Linked DNA regions of Mus musculus: region 1 is linked to region 2. Evidence: chromatin contacts called from public Micro-C data. All regions are on one chromosome and are shown on one strand. Each heading gives the region's core, a stretch centred on a gene start, on an enhancer-like site or on the middle of the called end of the contact. The rest is flanking DNA. Distances are from core to core; before and after follow the strand shown.

Region 1 (3,026 bases), core at 97-2,596, 2.0 Mb before region 2:
TAGCCCGCGTGGCGAGAGTGGCAGGGATGCAGCCTGCCTTGTGCCCACGGAGCAACCCTTTCTCCAGTGCCGGACCCACAGCCAGCCGGACGGGCGGAGTCTCGCTCCAGGCGTTCGGGACACCCGGGCTATTGTTCCGGACCCGCGGCCGCACGGGATTTGAGGGAGAAGTGGCCTTCCCCAAACGCGGCCGGGAGCGCTTCGGGCCGGGCCGGTCGGCTCCGAGCAGATGGGGAGCTCGCTCGCACCGAGAAAAGTTGCTCCGAGGGGCGGAGGCGGTGGGTGGTGGGCGGAGGCGGTGGGTGGGGGAGGCGATCGCCCTCCTATCTCCAAAGTCGAAAGTACTCGGCGGCGCAATTAACAGAGCCCGGAGACGAGGCAGCCTCTGCCGCCTCCCGAGCGCCAGCCTGCGCCTCTGCGGCGAGCCGCGACACGGAGCGCCCGCCTAGTCGCCGCAGCCTGCGCGCCGGGACGAGTGCGCCTAGGGGCTGGGCGAGGCGGCTGCGCCCTGGACTTGCTACAAGGAGGAGGACCAGACCCTGGGCCCTGGCGTTCGTCAGCGCTTAGACGCACCCATTCGTCGGCCGTGGCCACCGCCTCGCGCCACACTCAGTCCTCAGCCATCCGTCCTTCGTCGCCCGGTGCATGAGGTCCTTGCCACCCCGCTCCCACCTCCGACTCCCCCCTTCCTCCTTTTTCCCTGACTCCCACCCCCTCGCCTATCCCTGTGCCTCCTCCGCAGCCCGGCTCCTTGGGTCGCCGTGCTCACAGCGATTGATTGATTGATGTTTAATTTCCTGCCAGGCGGGGCCCCCCTCCCCCCGCAACCTCCCCAGCCCTCCTCCCCGCCCCCCACTCCCCTCCTTCATTGCGGTGGACCAGTCTGGCTTGGGTTTAGATCCGTCCCCCCCATTCCCATCCCGAAATAACCCAGAGACATCCCCTACCCCCACCCCAAATTATTATTTTGAAGGCGCTAGATCTGGGGACCGAAAGGGGGAGGGGGAGAAATCGGAAACCGAGGACAACCCAAAAGGACTCACTTTGCCTGATGACTCAACGCAACTAATAATCATCTCCCTCTCAGTGTCTTTCTCTCTGCGGCTTGTCAGTGAGTCCGGCTCTGGCTTCTGGCAGAGGCAGCCGCGAGGGGAGAGGTTGGAGGTGACAGCTTGTGCGGCCGCCGCGTTTTCTCTTGCGCGCGGTCCGGGGTCTCCGCACCTTCCCCGCTCTTGGTGGCAACGTCCCCGCGACTCTGGCCGCGCCTCCTCTGGAGCTAGCGGCTGTAGGAGCCAGCAGCCGCCGCAGCCTCCCAGTCCTCAGCCCTTTCTCTCCAGAACCGGTCTTCTACCCGAAGGTGTGAAAGGCTCTTTCAGCCCCCTCTCCCCCCCCCCTCCTCCGCCGTCCCCTCCCCCGCTCGCTCTGGTGCCCCTTTGGAGGAGTCCTCCTTTCCCTCTCCTCCTCCTCCCTCACTGCCCCCCGCCCCCATCATCATAACAACCATCTCCGAACCAGAAGAAGACACCCTGACCCAGGACCTTAAACGCTAGGACCGGGGAAGAGGAAAAGGAAAGGGGAAGGAGGAAAGAGAAAGGAAGACTAGGACAACACTACAATTCACCAAAAACTTTCCACCCTGGATTCTCTACTTTTGCTCCATGGACAGAGCCCCAGCCAGCCAAGTTTCAGACAGACCGTGAGCAGTAAGTACGCTGGGCGAGGGCTCCCACGCGGCGCCTGTAGTTCGGGAAGCCCTGGGCGCGCTAAGTTCCCCGGCTGTTCTGGGGCTCTGGCTCTCACGCGCGCTTAGGCGAAGCCGGGAAGTGCGGTGGAGCCTTCACTGGCAACCCCTCCGAGCACTCCCTACATCTTTCGCATTCTTCTTAACTCCTCTCTGTCCCCCACCACCACCTCGTCTGGACTCGTGGCGACTAGGCTTCTCCCGCGTCCAAAGCGCTCTTAGAGGATTCTCAGAGCCCCTGGTGTATTAGGGGTTCCTTTCATGGGTTTCAGTGACAATGTGGGCGCCGTTTCATCAGGTGTTTTCCCTTCTTCCGGGTCACTCCTCCAAAATTGAAGAGTATGGAGCACTGCTCGCCTAGGGACCTCGAGAAAAACTTTCCAGATTTAGAAATTAGGATTAATGAAGCCTGCTCCTGTACCTAAGAATCAAGATTTCTTTCTCTTATGTTGTACGCTTAATGGCTTAAAAAACAACAACCACATCCAGGATACGATGAAGATAAGAATGCTCCCAAATAATAATTGTGATCCTGGGATGGAGGGTAGCCTTTCCAAATCTCAGAGTGTTTTGGGATGCTCGCTCACGTGAAATTATAGTTAATTTTTTTGTGTGCAAAGGTGTGTGTTTGTGTACACAAGTGTACTTGGTCCATAAAGGTAAAAGGTGGGGATTCCATGGATCCATTGATCCAGCTTGGCCATCCACAGCGCATTTATCAAGCAATTAATTTGCTTAAGGACCCGTGTAAGTCCTTGCTCCCTCCCTGGCCTGGTGGGACCTCTCGCCCATAAGTACGCTCCTTTCAAAACCCTGACACCCCAAGTGGGGCTTATGGTGGTGGTGGCTCTTTATCAAAGAGAGGATAATGCCAGCGCTGCCCGCAATGAATGGGGTACTGCTTAAAGGCTTCGAGGTCCGACTCTGTCCACACAACTGAGGGCTAACTCTTGGGACCTGAGACAGAGCAGGTCTTAGTACCTCAAGTTCTGGGCAGCTTTGGGACCTCCAGTGTTTGTTTGGTTGGGACTTGCTTTCCCGGGACCCTTCGGTACCCTTCTGCAGCGTGGGAGGAAGTTTGTGTGGCTGCGGTGCAGTGCTCTGCCACTGGCCTGATCGTCTATCACGTGTGTGAGCGGTTTTCCCTCTTTTTTTTTTCCCTCCCCCTTTCCTCCCCTCCGCCCCCTCCCTAGGTCCCTGCGCGTTTTATTGCGACCTGCCGGTGGGAACTTTGTCTCCAAATCGGAGCAGCATGGAGCGGCGGAGCGAGAGCCCGTGTCTTCGG
Region 2 (2,734 bases), core at 97-2,596:
TCCTTTATTTCGGTTTGGAATTATATTAATCTGCAATGCCTATCTGGTTTATATGAGTGCCCTTTGAGAGTAGGCACCTGTCTTACTTACGGGCTCTAGTGTGACAAAAAAAGGAAAAGTGACCAAAAACAACTTGAGGAAGAAAGAATTTGTTTGTACTTCCGCTTCCACATCACAGTTCATCACTGAAGGAAGACAGGGCAGTAACGCAAGGCAGGAACCTGGAAGCAGGAACTGAAGCACATGCCAGGAAGAAGTGCTGCTTACTGGCTTGGTGCTCATGGCTTGCTCAGTCTGCTTTATTATACACCCAAGATTACCCCTACCCAGGGTGACACAACTCACAGAGAGCTGACCCCGACCACATTAATCATCAGTTTTTCTTAATTAATTTTCTTAATGCCCCTACCAGCTTGCTCACGGGTCAATCTGGTGGGAGCCTTTTTAAAAAACAAACAAACAAACAAACAAACAAACAAACAAACCTGAGGCTCCCTCTTCTCAAATGACTGTAGCCCGTGTCAAGTAGAGGTAAAAACTAGCCAGCAGAATATCTTACCTGCTTATGCTCCATTTCTCTCCATGCCCAGTCACTGCCGGAATTTATAAGTGCTTTTCCAGATCGCAGAAATACCAACACTTACTACGGATTGCTACCTCTGTATTAGAAGCCTAATCTGTCGGACAGCTGTCTTCTGTGTGTGTAGGGTGGAAAGTGGGCAGCATGCAACTTACTCTTGTAGGAATAAATCAGCTAGGACTTATTTAATGCAGTAATTTAGTAGGACTCTTTTTTTCCTACTCAGTTTCACCTTCAGTCCCAAGCCTAGGCTACCAAGTTAGGGTAGTGTGTGGTTTAACTAGGAGGTGACCGGAGGGTCACAGCTCCCGTTCCCACCGCTATATGTTTAGAGAAACCCTGGACTCAACAACGCATCCATGGCCTCCTTATATTAAACAAAGAGACTGTCAGCCCAGCGCCTAGGTGGCAGAAATTCGGAGCGCCGGAGCAATCTGATTAGGGAAGAGGTTTAGGGAAAGGGGGTGTGACACAGTCTGCAGGGTGAAAGTTGGTGGCCTGTGAGTAGCAAGCTTTCTGGACCCCTGGGGTGTGTCGGCGAGGGATTGCCCATCGGTGGCGTGCGCGTGGGTGGGATTGCTGGGGAGGGTCAGCGTCAGGCCCCCTCCCCTTTCGGCTGGCTCCTGGCGGAGCGGGGTGCAGGTGTGGGAGGGCGCCGGGGCCGAGGGCTGCGAGGAGCCGCCGCGGGCGGCAGGAGGCAGCGTCGGCCCGGGCGGCGCGAGGCAGCGCGCGGTGATGTCAGTGGCGGCCCGGCTGGCAGCGGCCGGCACTTCCTGTATAAAGGCGGGCGGGCCGGGCTGCGACTCCCGCGAGCCGGGGCTGGGCTCTGAGAGGCAGGCGGCGGCGGCCGAGCAGTGGCGGGGCTGTCACCTTCGCGAGCCCAGCTCCTGGAGCTTTCCCGGGCCGTCCCTTCCGCGTCCCCGGGCTCCCGGCGTTGACATCTGCGGAGCGGAGAGCTGTATGTGCGCGCGCGCGGGAAAGGAAGAATGGCAGTGCTCAAACTCTGCGAGCAGGTAGGGGCGGCGGGGAGCGGAGAAGGGGGCGCGGCGGGCGCCGAGCGAGCGGAGCGCGCCCCGGGCTGTTTACGCGCAGCCTTTGAGCGTGCACGGCCTGCCGCGGGGCTCGGCTCCCGCGCAGTCTCCGCCCTGGGCCGTCGCAAGTGCGCGTTCGCGGCCGGAGAGGGTCGGCGAGATGCGGGAGTGGCCGCCGGACGCGGGGAACGCGGGTCGCAGCCGCACCGGGAGAGGGGAGCCTCGGACTGCGTCGTGCACTCAGGAGCAGTCAGCCTGGGGGTGCTCGGGGGAAGGCTGCCCGTGGGCTCAGGAGGAGGAAGGTGGACGGCGGGAGAGAGGATCTCAGCCTCGCAGCCCCGCTTCCCCAGACCTCTCCCGCGTCAGGCAAGAGACTGGCCGGGATCCCCGCTCCCGTGCAATAGGCTATCTTCATCGGTTGGATAGGACACCCCGACTTCCTCTTTAGTTGCCCAGGGGCTGGGTGTGGGATGTGGGATTGAGGGTGCAGAGAGACGCGAGCTCTCGGCCCAGGTCTCCGAATAGGAGATGGAGTCAGGTCCCAGGCTGAGCTCGCAGGCGCTGGTGCCCCTCAGCTTTGTTGCTTTTTTGACGGAGACATCACACCCGGCAGCCCCAGAGTTCAGCTTGAAGCCATGAAATTATTTATTGAATCCGATTGACAGTCTTTGCTACAGGTCTGGACATTGACACACACGGGAAGTCCAACTAAATTGCCTGAAACACAAAACAAAACAAAACAAAACCTCACAATTCTTTACATGAAAAGGGGGGAAACGTCCCGGTTTATGCATCTACACTGAAATGAACATTGTTTTGGGGGCCTGGTAAGCGAAGAGGCGATCTTGACTTTGATACATGGTGTCAAACAGGCCAGTCCCCTCTATTAAGCACCTCCAACTTCTTAATAGGTTGCATCTGGCGTCTTGCTAGTTAGAATTCAGCCAGAATATTCTGCAACTTAAATGCAACCTTTGCGGTAGTGAGCCACAATGGTTTGTTTTGCCCCTTTAGATTAAATTTACTTCAGCTTGCTTTCCTTAAGTATTTACAGCCCCGCTTTCTTCCCCTCCCCGCCTTGGTTCAGAAGTCACTGAGTTAAAAACTCTGTTAAATTTAGCAG

Evidence for each region. Hi-C and Micro-C count contacts between places; a contact is called where the count stands out from the background.
Region 1: a Micro-C map of embryonic stem cells shows a contact between it and region 2, with 8 times the contacts expected there. The contact joins the promoter of 9130024F11Rik here to the promoter of Ankrd44 in region 2. A contact is called at or near these places in 1 of 484 Hi-C or Micro-C datasets (embryonic stem cells) and 1 of 115 datasets of contacts at active chromatin or transcription factors (astrocytes).

What each region holds. Positions count from the first base shown.
Region 1 is chr1:56,969,789-56,972,814 of GRCm38.p6, reverse strand. 9130024F11Rik (RIKEN cDNA 9130024F11 gene) reads right to left here and starts at 1,346. Exons shown (of 2, transcript NR_024326.1): 1 at 1,044-1,346. Satb2 (special AT-rich sequence binding protein 2) reads left to right here and starts at 1,481. Exons shown (of 11, transcript NM_139146.2): 1 at 1,481-1,703; 2 at 2,935-3,026. The coding sequence starts at 2,994.
Region 2 is chr1:54,924,999-54,927,732 of GRCm38.p6, reverse strand. Ankrd44 (ankyrin repeat domain 44) reads left to right here and starts at 1,346. Exons shown (of 28, transcript NM_001081433.3): 1 at 1,346-1,593. The coding sequence starts at 1,567.